Linked DNA regions of Bicyclus anynana: region 2 is linked to region 1. A link is a contact called in public Hi-C data. All regions are on one chromosome and are shown on one strand. Each heading gives the region's core, a stretch centred on a gene start, on an enhancer-like site or on the middle of the called end of the contact. The rest is flanking DNA. Distances are from core to core; before and after follow the strand shown.

Region 1 (7,504 bases), core at 3,440-5,939:
GTCCTCCTGAAAATCAGCGCTCTCAGCTGTAGCATAGAGCTGAGACAGCGCCCCATTCAGCTGAATGTTTAATACTAATTAAGTATTAATAGACTATCTTAGAGCCGTGATAGCCCAGTGGATATGAGCTCTGCCTGCGATTCCGGAGGGTCTGGGTTCGAATCCGGTCCGGGGCAAGCACCTCCAACTTTTCTGTTGTGTGCATTTTAAAAAAATAAATATCACGTGTCTCAAACGGTGAAGGAGAACATCGTGAGGAAACCAGAGAATTATCTTAACTCTCTGCGTGTGTGAAGTCTGCCAATCCGTATTGGGCCACCGTGGTGGACTATTGGCCTAACCCCTCTCATTCTGAGAGGAGACTCGAGCTCAGCAGTGAGCCGAATATGGGTTGATGACGACGAGACTAACTTATGATTGTACATCCTTATCTAATTTTAATCTTTTATATTAGATGGTAAGCTAGTAGATTGTAATTTCTCTTTGTTTTTTGTTGGCTTAATTAACGACTGAATAAACATTATAAAAAAACCTTAGGTAGATGTGACTATTGCAGTCTTTCGCTTTATATTATGGAATGCAATTCTCGCGGTCTCACAATACCGTTAACAATACATAGGTATCTCAATTACTGAAGAACATGGCGCCATCTATGGACGCTATTGTTAGTTTCTGCCCTTGTGCGAAAAATTTAATCATTCTTTAATACGGGACTGCCCTATGTTTAAGTATATTATTATCTCCTAACCTCTTTGGTGCAGTTGGTAGTGTTCTCATTAGCCAGGTCTTAGATTTGATTCCCAGCTAGGGTGTGTTTAAGATTTTATATTTTATAAATTAGCTCAAGTATGCTGGTGATAAACATAGGCCGTGGCTATATTGGCAATGACATACTGCCGAGCTCGCTGTACGTCATTGCCAATATAGCCACGGCTCCCTGTTGAGCACGAGTCTCCTCTAATAAAAAGAGACGTTAGGTTCATAGTTCACCTCGCTGGCCCAATACATTGGCAGACTTCACAGTCGTAGAGAATTAAAGAAAATTCCTCCTCACAAAGTTATTCCTTCACCATTAAATTAGATTGTATCGTCACTAAACATCAGATGAGATCGTAATCAAGGGTTAACTTATATTTAAATAAATAAAAAAAAAAACAGAGCAAATAGTATGTAAAATTTGATAACAGTCACGCATAGACCACACGATCGACTATCGGAAAGTAACTCAGGACACGTGTATACAGCACATAAGTAGTTCAGATAAGCTGTGACGTCACACGTCAGCTGTGTCGTCACCAGTTGAGGTAAGTATGCATATAGCCGTACACTTAACTAATGAGCTACGGGGAATATATTAAGATAAGCATATTAATTGGGTCATTATATGCGATACTGTATGGTATAACAAAATGTATATATAGTTTCTGCTTCTGTAATTGTTAAAAGTTATTTACATTTTTGTTTTATCATATTACTTATCTGCTGTTTTATCATAAAAACCGAAATATGAAATTAAAATTGTAATTACATAAATATTCAAGTGCATAATAATTATTATGTAATGAAATTTTTATTGTACATTTAAGAAATAAATTTTTTATTATTTTAAAATACCTACTACGAGTAGTAGACAGCATAAAACAAATGTTGGTTAGTCAGGACTCGATTCCCGGACTTCTTATTGCCATGTTAAATAGGCACTATACAGAAATAGCGTCTGGCACGGCCAGATCTTTGTCATTTTATTTAGTTGTTTGTCAGCCCCGACCATCACATCAGGCTAATATTATAGGCGAAAGTTTGTGTGTAAGTGTGTTTGTTCCTCCATTGCGCTGCGGCTACTGAAGCGATTTGGCTGAAATTTGGAATGGAAATAGATTTTACTCTGGATTAACACATCTCACACACACGCTACTTTCATCCTGGAAAAATCCAAGGATCCCACGGGATTAGTGAAAAAATTAATCTCATGCGGACGAAGTCGCAGGCGTCTGCTAGTAGTTAAATATTAGATAGGTAGGTAGACTAAATTGACTAACTATAGAATTTTAATTTTACAGTTAACGGCTACCTAATGTTACAAAAAATGTCATAAATCTACAGATTGTTTCTGGCAATTGACATGAATTTTTTGGTAGGTCCTATCCCAAAGATTTAAAAGGTTATCATTACCCTTAGACCTTTTTAATCCACCCCTTTCAGTAGTATCGCTGTAAATATGGAGTAACTTCTCCCGTTTTTCCAACATTTCCCTTCACTGCTCTGCTCCTATTGATCGTAGCGTGATGAAAAGTATACTACAACCTGCCCAGGAGTATGAAGAATAATTGCACCAAGTTTTGTTAAAATCCGTCGAGTAGTTTTTGTTTCTATATCGAACATACAGACAGACAAAAATTTTACTGATTGCATTTTTAGCATCAGTATCGATCACTAATCACCCCCTGATAGTTATTTTGGAAATATATTTCATGTACAAAATTGACCTTTATACAGATTTATTATAAGTATAGATTTAAGAATCTGCGGTAGGAGCATGGACAAACTTTCAGTAATAAAGTGGGGTAGATCTAACCTTCACATCTCCTTATACCAAAAAGTATCAAACAGTTTACTGCGATTTTTATGGGTTATCGCATATGTCAGAAAATTTTGTGATAGTCGATATAATAAAATCGTTTTACATAATATCGGCTTATCACCTTGTCTTTCTGATAACAAGTGACAATATTGAGGATAAGTGCTGTATGCGTAACTAATCGTACGTTTTTAAGTGAATATTAAGAAGAGATTGGTTTTACTAGATGAGTGACGATGTTATGTTATGATTAAATTAAGCAGATTACTTACTTATAGTAGGAAAATAAGCTAATCTTCATCATCCTCATCATCATCATATCAGCCGATGGACGTCCACTGCAGGACATAGGAACTTCCAAACATTTAAATCCTGAGCCGCCTGCATCCAGCGAACCTCTGCGACTCGCTTAATGTCGTCAGTCGTCATCCAGTCGGTGGGGGTCGACCAACACTGCGCTTACCAGTGCGGGGTCGCCATTCCAGCACCTTCGGACCCTAACACTCATCGCTCTTCGAAGTAGGTAATGGCTATGATGATGACAATCAGAAAATATGATCTTTAATGGTACAAAAAAGTGAAACGGACATCCCAACGTGCTTTTTGAGAAATTCCGGCTCCAGAAATCAAACCCAGGACCTTTCCATTCCATATAGTCTTATAATAATTTGACTTCAGAATCTTATGAATTTCAAAATTGGTACCTATGATAGTGATACATAGGTATGTAGGTAGGTACCTACGTATCTCAAAGAATACATACCCATGTCAAAGAATCCTACTAATATTCTAAACGCGAATGTTTATATGGATGTTTGTTTGGACGTTTGTTACTCTTTAACGCCGCTACTACTGAAGCGATTTGGCTGAAATTTGTAATTGAAATAGATTTTATTCTGGATTAACACATAGGCTACTTTTCATCCCGAAAAAATCCATAGATGCCGCGGGATTGGTGAAAAACTGAATTCCACGCGGACGAAGTCGCAGGCGTCCGCTAGTAGGTACCTACAATATATTCCAGAGTAGGTACAAGCAGCTATGGTACTTACACCCTGCCTTACCTTATTTTGTGAAAGCTTTTACCTATTACTTCAAAGCATTTTCCATCCTCACCAATTAATATCTATTCTTAGGTGACCTTTCTACTTCCATACGCAATTCTTAGGACGATCCTTATAAACAAACCTTGTCAACAGATTTTATTTTAAAGGTTAAAGGTTAACAGATAAATACCTACCTTCTCTCAATTAGTAGTTAATTACGACTTCAAAATACCCGAGGTTTGTTTATTTATTCTTCAAGAACAAGTTTTTTTACTAAAAACACTTCTTTTTACTAACAACATTGATGTAAAATGTTCCTAATATTTCAAAATTAGAAAGTCAATTCTAAGTTCAGAGTTTTGAGTGTCGTTACAGTTTACTTTAGAGTTTTATTCTTTTATCTGGGATGCTATAAACTTAAATGGGATGCGAGCAAGCGATTCCATTGACAAAATAAGACACGCATTCCTCAATACTTGTTATCATTCGACATAACTCCCAAACAAAAGGAAAATAGTGAAATACGTATCTACTAACGCCATCTAGTTGAAGATAGTGTTAATATTTGAGACCTTCAGTCGAACTTAGATGTGAACCATTTTTATCATCGCAGTTTGTTTATTCGCCGACAGATGGCGATAATTTCAAATGATGTTAGTAAATAGTAATTTTAACACTTCTTATATGGGTGGAAAATATGTGGTTGAATTTTTGTTTCTATCTGTACAAGTGTACTTTCATTGCAATCTTGAGTTTAACCCGCGTGGTAGCACTCATTCACATGTGATTACAGTACATAGATAAAATAAAACCCATGTTATTTCTTGTAACATCAGTTACCTGGCGCTGAAAGTTCCGTGAAAATTGGTTCAGCCAGATTCGACTAATCTCTGAATAGGCTGGACTGGATGTCACAAGCTGATGTTATAACTTGGGTTAACAAATCTAAGTTGAAATATATCTAATAAATCTAAATCTAGTACGTAACGTTATATAGGCGACTGTCACGGTACCCATGCTGTCTGAAAAACACTTTAGTCGTTGACCGTTGTCGTAAAAGCTACCGTTGGGCTGCGGCGATTTGCGACTATAGTGCACGCACAATAAGTTTGCGCGCGGCCAAAATCGGAATTATTCAAGTGCCCACCATCTTGGCGTCTTTTTCTATCTATTTCAAGGCGGGTAAAAGAGATCAGTAAAGCTGACATATTAGAGTAGTTTACTCTTATAATTTAGTTACCAGTTAGGTAGGTCCAATTTCGAGAAAGAGGTGAACCGTCGAATCCAACTTGGTCGCTAACTATGGGCCTCATAAGAAGGCTCAGAGTCACACAGCGGGCGATGGAACGAGCTATGTTAGGAGTGTCTCTGCTTGATCGAATCAGAAATGAGGAGATCCGCAGAAAAACCAAAGTCACCGACATAGCTCAACGAGTTGTGAAGCTGAAGTGGCAATGGGCGGGGCACATAGTTCGAAGAGCCGATGGACGTTGGAGTCCCAAAGTGCTGGAATGGCGACCCCGCACTAGTAAGCGCAGTGTTGGCCGACCCCCCACCAGGTGGACTGACGACATCAAGCGAGTCGCAGGGATTCGCTGGATGCAGACGGCTCAGTATTGTGATGTTTGGAAGTCCCTACAAAAGGCCTATGTCCTGCAGTGGACGTCCATCGGCTGATATGATGATGATGATGACTCTTATAATATTGATTTTGTAAAGTAGGTACCTATTAGGTAGGTATTTAAACACGGCTCCGAAATAGGTACACCAATTTTAATACAAAATAATAAATGAAATTAGAAACTCAAGTTGAATATATTAGGGACAAATAAGACTTCTTACGGGCAAAGAACGAAATGCCAATGTTTGTCACCGCATGCGGCAACATAATGAATTTAGTCAGAACTTTTTATCGATATTGTGATACTTGTTTTCCTCTTTTCAGTTCATTTCGCTTAGGCAGTCGGGTTTTTTGTTTTTATAATAATATTTATTTTTGCAAAACGATCTTAATTACTATACTTTTGTTACAAATATTAAAAATCATAAGAAACTGAAAGGCGAAAAGTAGTAAACAAAACCTGCTGACGAAATGGCACAGTTAACCAGACCATCACGGCAGACAGCGTTTTCTGGCGTTTAATAAAAAGTAAATATACTATAATAATAATTTGAGTATATTTAAGTCATCAAATACATAATACATTTTAAACGATCTAATAGCACGAAGAAAAATTAAAAAAAAAAGTGTCAACTAGCCTATTGCACCAGTCGTGGGCTTTCTACGACCACGACCGGTCGTGAAGCGACCAATAGGCTAGTTGACACTTTTTATTCAAATGGTCTTAAGTAGTTCATTAACATGCTATTAGATTGAAAAAAAAAACATATTTTTTTCGAGACGTGGTTAGATGAAAATATACTTTTTAAATATGTTTTGACAATACGAGCCAAAACGCCTGTCGGCCATGACAGTCTATATTTAAAATGTTTCATGACGTCACTATAATAAATCCCTTACAAACAGAGTCAAAAAGAAAAAGTGACTAAAAAGAAGAGAAAACTATTAGTAAATAATTAGTTTGACGTTTAGTACATCAAGTGTGTATGACATCACAAACTGGACGACAGTGTTTTTGACGTTTGGAAACTTTGAAGAAATACGTGATTTTTAAATTAAGTTTTATAAAAAAATACTTCAATATTAATTGATATCGATATATTTCGGACCCTTATTACATGTACTACACAAAATTTATATTGTAACTTTGGTTATATATACGTCTATATAATCAAAGTATTGTAATAATTAAGTTTGATATGATTGTAGATGTCTACCTTATGTCTACCCTAATAATGTGTGGCCAGGCCATATTTGCCATCCTATCGGTTGCAATGACCGTGCCGGTCTGTGTGGTCAAATGCAACGTTTCCTTAATCTTCAGTTAACCTGCGGCGCTAAACGTGACCAACGAAATAGACAAATTTCAACCAATAGCGGTGCAACCGGAAATACCGTTATCTCTCTAATTGCGTTGGGACAAATGAGATGATTGAGATGGGAGTGGGACCATCGCCATTGAACAATGTTTTGTCTATTTCTCTACACTTGGTCGCATGTTAACGCCACTGGTCATTGCGCCTAATGGCAGTGGTCGTGGCCATCTAGTTGGCGAGACCGAGGGGATCAGCCCTGCGGGGGCTGTGGTGGTGAATACTCGTAGGATACGATAGGATAGGCGATACGCCAGTAAAACACCAATATTTTAATTCCTATTTATTGATTCAATTTGAACTTCGAACTCACAATAAAATGTAGCACAGGAAACACAAAAAATTTCAAACCATTTATTATAATATCTTCAAAATACGTGAAACAGTGATCTGACGTTACACAAACCAGGGTAAAAACTACTAACATCGAATAATGTTGACATCGAATAATTATTATTTCATTTATTTTATAAACATCGATTGGAATTATCATCAATACCGACGAGAGACAGCAGATTTTGAGCAAAAGTTTTGTTAAAAAAATAAGTGGTCGGCTCGTTACTTAGTTATTAGTAAAAATACAGCGGTTACTTGATTGCAGGATTAAACTTACGTTATACAGTGAGTAAACTTACTTAGATGCCGTACAACTTACAAGCCACGAGCGGGCGCCACCGTATCTCCAGTTACGACTCGAGCAACGCCATCTGTTATTCTGTTCCCGAACTACTGCAGGCATCGTAGTGAAAGGACTCAAAGCGCCGTGACGCGTCTGATATGAATTTCTTAACGTAGCAACGTCACAACGCTTGTAAACAAATAGAATTAAGTGTATATAAATTAGCTTATGTAACAAATAAGCTTAAATGTATATAATACTGAGGCA
Region 2 (7,504 bases), core at 3,236-5,735, 230 kb before region 1:
GCATTAAATCAATAACAATTTTTCTTTTCCGAAATCCATTTTGCAACTAGCTGTATAAAGAGAGCTGACTACAACTGCCGCTGACATGTCGACGGTAGCCGTCGATCCGTCGGCGACGGCAGCCGTTGCCTACGCCGTTGGCAAAGTGCCGCTCGTGTAAACGAGCCCTTACATTAATAACATACCTAGGCTTTGAGTAGCCTCAAGTAATTTGGTCTAAGTTTACTCAATGTGAGTGCATCTAATTCAGATACCCTGTGTATTCTGAGATGGCTCTTCATATTACATCGTTGTGCGTACCCTCGCCCACATATGGGACATTTGAAGGGAGTTTCCCCCGTGTGTAGACGCATGTGCTCTTTCAGGTAATCCTCGTGGTAGAAGCTGCTCGCGCATATGGTGCACACTGCTGGCCTTTGACCTGAGTAAAGGTAAATGAGTGAGTTTGTTGTGCGCTCTTCTCGGACCAAGGCGCGTTTGGAACCCTCGCAACTTTAATTTTAAGTTTTCGACTATTAAAACCACCATTAAATTAAATTATGACATAACTTGACATTTCAAGTGCTTGTAGAAGAATTTTTTCAAATCAATCTGGTAATTTCAGAGCCTCAATTCAAATAAACTAATCTAGTCAGATCAAATCTAGTCTGTTCATAATATTATTATAAATTAAGAAGTTATTTATTTATTATCAATTTCAGATAATACTGCAAAATTTAGCAAAAAGTTAAATCATGAGAGGTAGGATGCAAAGTTTATGACGCAAGACGTTAAGCTGCACAATACAAGATTTTAGGTATCACCGGTAACGTACGGAAAAAATATAAATACCTGTGTGAACTGATCTCTCATGCACAACAACCGATTTAGAACACTTGTAAGTCTTTGAACATATTTTACACTTAAACTGTTTCTTCGGACGGAGATGTTTCTCGTGCACAGATCTGTTATGACTGCGAAGCTCTGCTTTGAAGGCAAACCCTCTGCCGCAGGCTGCACAGATGAAATCCTTCTGTTCTGTGTGTGCTCTTTTTATGTGCTTTCGCAAATGATTCTCAGAAGATATAATCTTTGCACAATGTGGACATTTAATGGCTTTTTTAAAGTGAATTTTCTTTTTGTGATTGTTCAATTTATCCTGACTCTTGAAAACCTCTCCACATAAGTCACAAAGCTTCGGTGGATCGGGTTGGGAAGATTTTTTAATTTTGGGCACCTCAATTTTAATTCGTTTTTTCTTTACGGGCTCACATTTTATTTTTATTTCTGTTAGTAGTTTTAGTTTTTCTTTCGCCTTTTTTAATGCGTTCGATGATTTAAAACTGAAACAATTGATAACAATTATTAAGACTACAGTTAAAACGTTAACTGTAATTAGGAAGTAGGTTTTAATGACAACCTTAATTAACTTAATTTATTATTGTACCAATGCATAGAGTTTTTGCTCATTTGGAGGGGAAATTTAAGAAATAATCACAAATAAATATATATTTTACATAGTTGTTAATTTCTTTCTTCTATTTGCTATATTATAATAAAAGTAGGTATTCTATATAAATTGCAATTGATTAAGCAAATTCATCACACATGCGAGACGTTTATATGGAATGGAATTCTTATATGGAAGGTATCTAAAGCAGACCTCTTATTTTTTAAGATTATAAATTGGTTAGAAAACCTTCAGAAAATTAAGAAATTTGTACAAAATATAATTCACTGATAATTTATATGTATATTAAACCTCAATGAGCCAGATTCAAAATGGGGTCTTAGGTTCAATTGTTGCCCAGCAGACTATTGTGATACCCACTCCTCACAATCTTTATAATTAGAATAGAGGGAATGAATATTCAACATAGTTAAAGATAATGGAAATTTTTAAAAAAATTTAATTTGCAACTATACTACAGCCTTTCTTGATGAGTACTGTTTACCAACAAACAAATTTAAAATGAGGGTATAAATCACTAGTCATTTCACACCTAATAATAAAATTATAATTAAGTTGTTCTTAAATTAATGAAAATAAATTTGATTAATAAGCTTAGAACAATTAGATATGGTTAATATATTTTATATAACATTTTATAAACATATACATAATTTAAAATAAATAAATTATGATATGACATACGTTTTCTACCTTCATTTCTAATTTCTTTGTTGGTAAACAATACTCATCAAGAAAGGCTGAATCATCAAGAAAGGAAATGAGAATTCTTGAAATTGCTCCCATATAGGTTGAAAGTTATAAATGAAGACTATATCATTAAAATATAAAATGTAATGGGGTTAAAAAGGGATACACTATACTAGCATGTTGAAACGGAGGCGAAAAAGGTGGCTAATTGTCGTAATTTTATTTAGTTGCATAGTAAACGACGAAAGTTATTTAAACAAATAATACCTAAATATTATCTACAATGTCCAGTTGTGTTCAGGTAGTGTAAAAAATATATATACATAATAACACAAAATTGTATATGTTTTGGTGGAATAGCTATTCCATTTGGGTCATGACTTGCTGTGTAGGCACGTAACATATCTAATAGTATAAAATTATGAATATTATTTAAACAGGTACATACCACAATAAAACTATGAGATTTTTAACGTCAATATTTCGACCCAGTTGCATGGATCGTGGTCACGATTCATCGTGGTATGTACCCATATAATATTCGTAATGAACAACCTAATAAGTTTAAAATCATTAGTAAAAAATTGTTATCATAAAACTAGAAATTTAAACAATATTACCACCATTGGTCCCCATTCCATGTGAACTGGCCCTCTAGTATCGAGGAGGCTACTTTATTAGTCTGCTCTTTTGTGTTAGTAGATCGAGTAATCCTTTTTTTCTTTACAGCTTTTGGTTCATTTTCTACTTTCAACTGCATTTTCAGCTTCAAAGGTGCAAGAAACTCCTTGTCATCATCACTAAATCCATCATCATCGCTCACAGAATCCACAATTGGATGGATTTCATGTTTAATATGATCAATTTCAATCTCTTGTTCGGACAGTCCATTTTCTATTGGCACTTCTGTTTCTTGTTTAACTATATCTATACCACTTTGCAATATTTTACATGTGTCTTTGTATTTGTTAATAAAGTTGTATGCACTATCTAAGATGTCTTTACATATTTTACATATTAAACGAGGGTATCCCTCAACATCTTCTATCTGTAAAAGTAAATATAGGGTGATTATTATTTACTAGCAAAACAGTTGGGTTTCACCCACACGGTTTTTAATTTTGACTAGGCAGGGAGAGCTACCGGATAAAGGGAGTGTTAGTTAACTGTCAAGAATGTCTTTAAACCTACACTCATCAATCACAAGTCCGGTAATATGCTAGGAGTTTTTCTCTCTGCCACATGATGGACCCCATGGACATCTGCATGGCAAATCCATGGAATGCTAACGACGTTCATAATAAGTACTATTATCGGGAATCGCGGCAAACTTTCAAGAGTGAAATGAACCGTCACCTGCACCATTATATATGAAAAAAACTGTAGATGGTTTACTTTAATATTTTAGTGGTAGAAGAACTTTGTGGAAGAACATATCTAGGAAAGAACAACCGTTATGCTTATTTCTGCAGCCAAACAGTATTGCTGTGTGCAGTCAACTGACACTTTACTTAAAGTTGAAAAGGCAAAGTGCTCCGCATTGTACGTGTTCCTAGCATGTCGCTCGAAGTCTTGCTCTGTTTTAAGCAATGGTTTTCCACTTGCCATTTTCTGTTTTAATTACTTACTAGAAAAAATATACAAACCTTTTCCTTTAAACATAATGAAAGTTTTTCTAAAATATTGTTATCTTCATCATCTATTTCGAAAATTGGAATTTTTGCCCCATTTCCAAGGCATATTCTACACAAACTTAATCTATTGTTTTCATCGTGTAAATTGTAGTTGTTGAATAAAAGTTTACGTGTTTTAGACATCACGTCTCATTTGTATTATCGAAATTGTTTTAGTTCTTCAAGATAATATTTTTCATGTTATTTTAATTCTGAATTTTGATTTATGACTTTACTATAACAAATCAAAACCACAATAAATTTGACAACAAAAGTCAAAACAAGTAACCACAGACATTTCTTGGTAAGTATAAACTTCAAGTAGTCAAGTTCAAAATGAGTTCAAAGTTGAATACAAATGAATTTTTATTTTTTACACAGCACAGACTTTACTTACTCTATGGACATGACAGACATAGACTAACCAACGAGCAACCAACCACCAATGACCTCCTAACTCCGCGCCACGAAAGAAGTCCCACGGCTTAAAAAATAGAATATAGACATCCGATTTCACATTGTTGGATTATTATATTTCTTAGCAAAACCATTGCACCTTATTACACCAATTAAATTATGTACGTAGTTATAAAAATAGAAAATAATTATCACCCTCATCCCACACATTTTGTCATTTCGGATTCTCGTACCATATTAAAATCTCTACAAGATCACAAGACCAACCATAGACACACTTTTATCAATAATTTGTCTTCTGTCATCAGCTGATAGAGAAGGGAGTAAAAATCCTGGATTTGGGATAAAACGCTAGTATTTTCCTAAATTAATATGTCTGGGAAAGATAAATTAGCGATCTTCCCTTCTCGGGGGTAAGTAATATCTTTAGCAATCGATATACACTTGCAATGTGTAAATTAAGCTTGAGTAGTGATGGTTTAAAATAACATTTTTAATTTTCGTTTTTAGTGCTCAAATGTTAATAAAAGGCCGTCTGGCTGGAGCAGTTAAAGGACATGGATTACTGAAAAAGAAGGCAGATGCCTTACAAGTCAGATTCCGTATGATTTTGAGCAAAATTATCGAGGTAAAGTTTTGTTCCTACTGACGATTTGTGCGTAGTATGAGTAATTTATCGATGTTCCAGTTATTTGCAATTACTGAATTATTATAGTACGAGTCAACGACCACAGATACAGTTTCTAGATTTGATCCGTAGTCCTATTTAAAAGCTTACAACTTTTATTTGTCACTGTAGATTGTGATGAGTTTCCAGTTAGCTGGTTCGTAACGAAAATAAACAACATTTTTAATGTACTTATTTAAATATATATTAAAAGCAGTCACCCTATGGTTACACCAGCATAGATCCCCTGCCTGTGAAAATATGGAAATAAAATATATTGTATGTTCATCTGGGATATTGTAGAATTCTAGTGGTGAAAGAATTTTTTTAATTGGTCCAGTAGTTACAGCCCATTCAGACGGCCTGCTAAGCTTCTGGATGGCGTAATTCCAGCGGGGACCTACACTGAAGGACCCACATACAACAGCCAATCACATAGCCAAGTGCAGAAACGGCCCAGTAGGAAGAAGAGCCTATTCAAACACAATCAATTAATTCCTCTTTATAATATTAGTATCTTTATAAAAGCAAAAGGTCAGCATGAAACTGCTTGACATAGAGTTGAAATTTGGCAGGGAGGTACCTAATTTATGGTACCAGACATCCCCTAAAAACTGTTGAATGTAAATCTTCTTGTTAATTTTGGTGGGATATATTAAGAAATAGAAATAACTTTAATTTATTACTCACAAAAGGGCTCACAGTCCTCAGCCATGAAGGAACAACTAGAGAGAGAGACATCTAGTAATCTAGAAAGAATTTTTTTATGTTCGTTTTCACTTAATAAGAAGAAGGAAGTTTTCACTTATTCAATAAGAAGAAAATGGTATAAAGATAAAAAAGAAATTATGCGCAATGTTTTTATTTTTTCTAGACAAAAACTCTTATGGGCGAGGTGATGAAAGAGGCTGCGTTCTCATTAGCCGAGGCCAAGTTCACAACCGGTGATTTCAACCAAGTGGTTCTTCAGAATGTAACCAAGGCACAGATTAAAATTCGCTCCAAGAAAGACAATGTTGCTGGTATGTTATTAAATCATTGTAGTATTTGTTTAAAGAAGTGTAAATTAAGCTTTGGAATATCCTGGATTTTTTCTCCCTCTCGGATGACTCCCTTAATTTCACTCACACTGATGCAATCTGATAGAAATCAGGCTATACCATTGTGGATCGGGGAACCAAATATCACCAGTGTCCGAGGCTTGAAGTAAAAATTCTGAGTTTTAAGGGATCCCTTTCAAGGAACACTCACCTTAACCTTGTTTTGCCCGCCCAAACAATGCAATTTTTTGCCAAGAAACAAACAATGCAATTTTTACGATAACTGACAATTCAAACTCCTCGATAGTGTGAACCTATGCCCAGAATATCCTATTTTATATAAGAGTAAGCTTGTCAGAAAAGAATACTAAGCTATTCATCTCCCATTTGTCTCAATAAAGATAAAGAAATTTGACTTCAACTCTGTCACTTACAGGTGTAACACTACCAATATTTGAGTCATACCAAGATGGGTCAGACACATATGAGCTAGCCGGTCTAGCCAGAGGAGGACAACAGCTGTCCAAGCTGAAGAAGAACTTCCAGAGTGCAGTGAAGCTGCTGGTGGAGTTGGCGTCGCTGCAGACCTCATTTGTGACCCTGGACGAGGTCATCAAGATCACCAACCGTCGTGTCAACGCCATTGAGCATGGTAAGTTTCAATGTCGCTAACAATCACATAAAGATATTTTTTTTAAGAGATATGGACAAAATTCAACCAATGATGGCTCTTTCATTGCGTTGCGTTGTTGAAATTTTGTTTATATTTCTCTTCACTGGTTGTATATTAGCACAACAGATTAATAAAGGAGACAACCACTTTACATACATAGCTGGTTCCAGATTTGATGAATTTGTGTTATTTATTAAAAACTAGCTGACGCCGCTCGATTTCATCCGCGTGGTTCCCGTTCCTGAAGGAATACAGGGATAATATATAGCCTATACCCATCCTCGATTAATGGGCTATCTAACACTGAAAGAATTATTCAAATTGGGTTAGCAGATCCAGAGATTAGCGTGTTCAGAGCTCAGAAATGGGATGAGCGTGGTTTTGTGGAGCATGAAGAGCTCTATCAAATATCTTCAATTTGTCTAACACTAGATATATATTTTTAAAAATGAAAATATATAAAAATGCTACCAACTTATTTCCCAAACCTGTGATGTGCACAACGTTTAATGACTAGGGTAAGCATTATCTACAAATTGTACAAATGGAAAATTCCTTCTCTTAAACAGGCTTCTAATGAATACTCAGAGTGGGCAGTGCATTTTTGCATCTTTAGAGTTCACGCTGTTGCTCCAACCAAATGATATTTAGGGTCACATACGCAAAGGGTAAAACAGGACATAATTACTAAGACTGCTGTCTGTCTGTCCATCTGTTACCAGGCAAAGTTACCTGTTATTACAAAGCTATATCAACAAATAATAAAAAGTAAAATAAATTAAAATATAAGGGCTCAGCGCAACAGACATAACTTTTTTGTAGACAGAGCCGTTCGTGCGTGAGTCCGACTCACGCTTGGCCGGTTTTATTAAATTTTTTCCTGTAAACAGTGAT

The links. A called contact is a pair of places that touch in the nucleus more often than the background predicts.
Region 2: a Hi-C map of whole larva shows a contact between it and region 1, with 9 times the contacts expected there. The contact joins the promoter of LOC112046680 here to the enhancer-like site in region 1. A contact is called at or near these places in 2 of 2 Hi-C or Micro-C datasets (whole body and whole larva).

Annotation. Positions count from the first base shown.
Region 1 is chr16:4,507,461-4,514,964 of ilBicAnyn1.1, reverse strand. It overlaps LOC112046692 (amyloid-beta-like protein), which reads right to left. Exons shown (of 17, transcript XM_024083417.2): 17 at 6,889-7,504. Among protein-coding and RNA genes, the nearest start is that of LOC112046673, 140 kb to the left of the region's middle. Within about 2 kb of position 4,689, at least 7 of the 8 cell types and tissues checked have open chromatin away from gene starts, as enhancers often do.
Region 2 is chr16:4,738,051-4,745,554 of ilBicAnyn1.1, reverse strand. It overlaps LOC112046680 (V-type proton ATPase subunit D), which reads left to right and starts at 4,485. Exons shown (of 6, transcript XM_024083400.2): 1 at 4,485-4,643; 2 at 4,741-4,858; 3 at 5,772-5,919; 4 at 6,374-6,589; 5 at 7,501-7,504. The coding sequence starts at 4,603. LOC112046678 (zinc finger protein OZF) reads right to left here and starts at 4,079. Exons shown (of 4, transcript XM_024083399.2): 1 at 3,787-4,079; 2 at 2,764-3,188; 3 at 832-1,322; 4 at 1-421. The coding sequence starts at 3,957. The coding sequence ends at 186.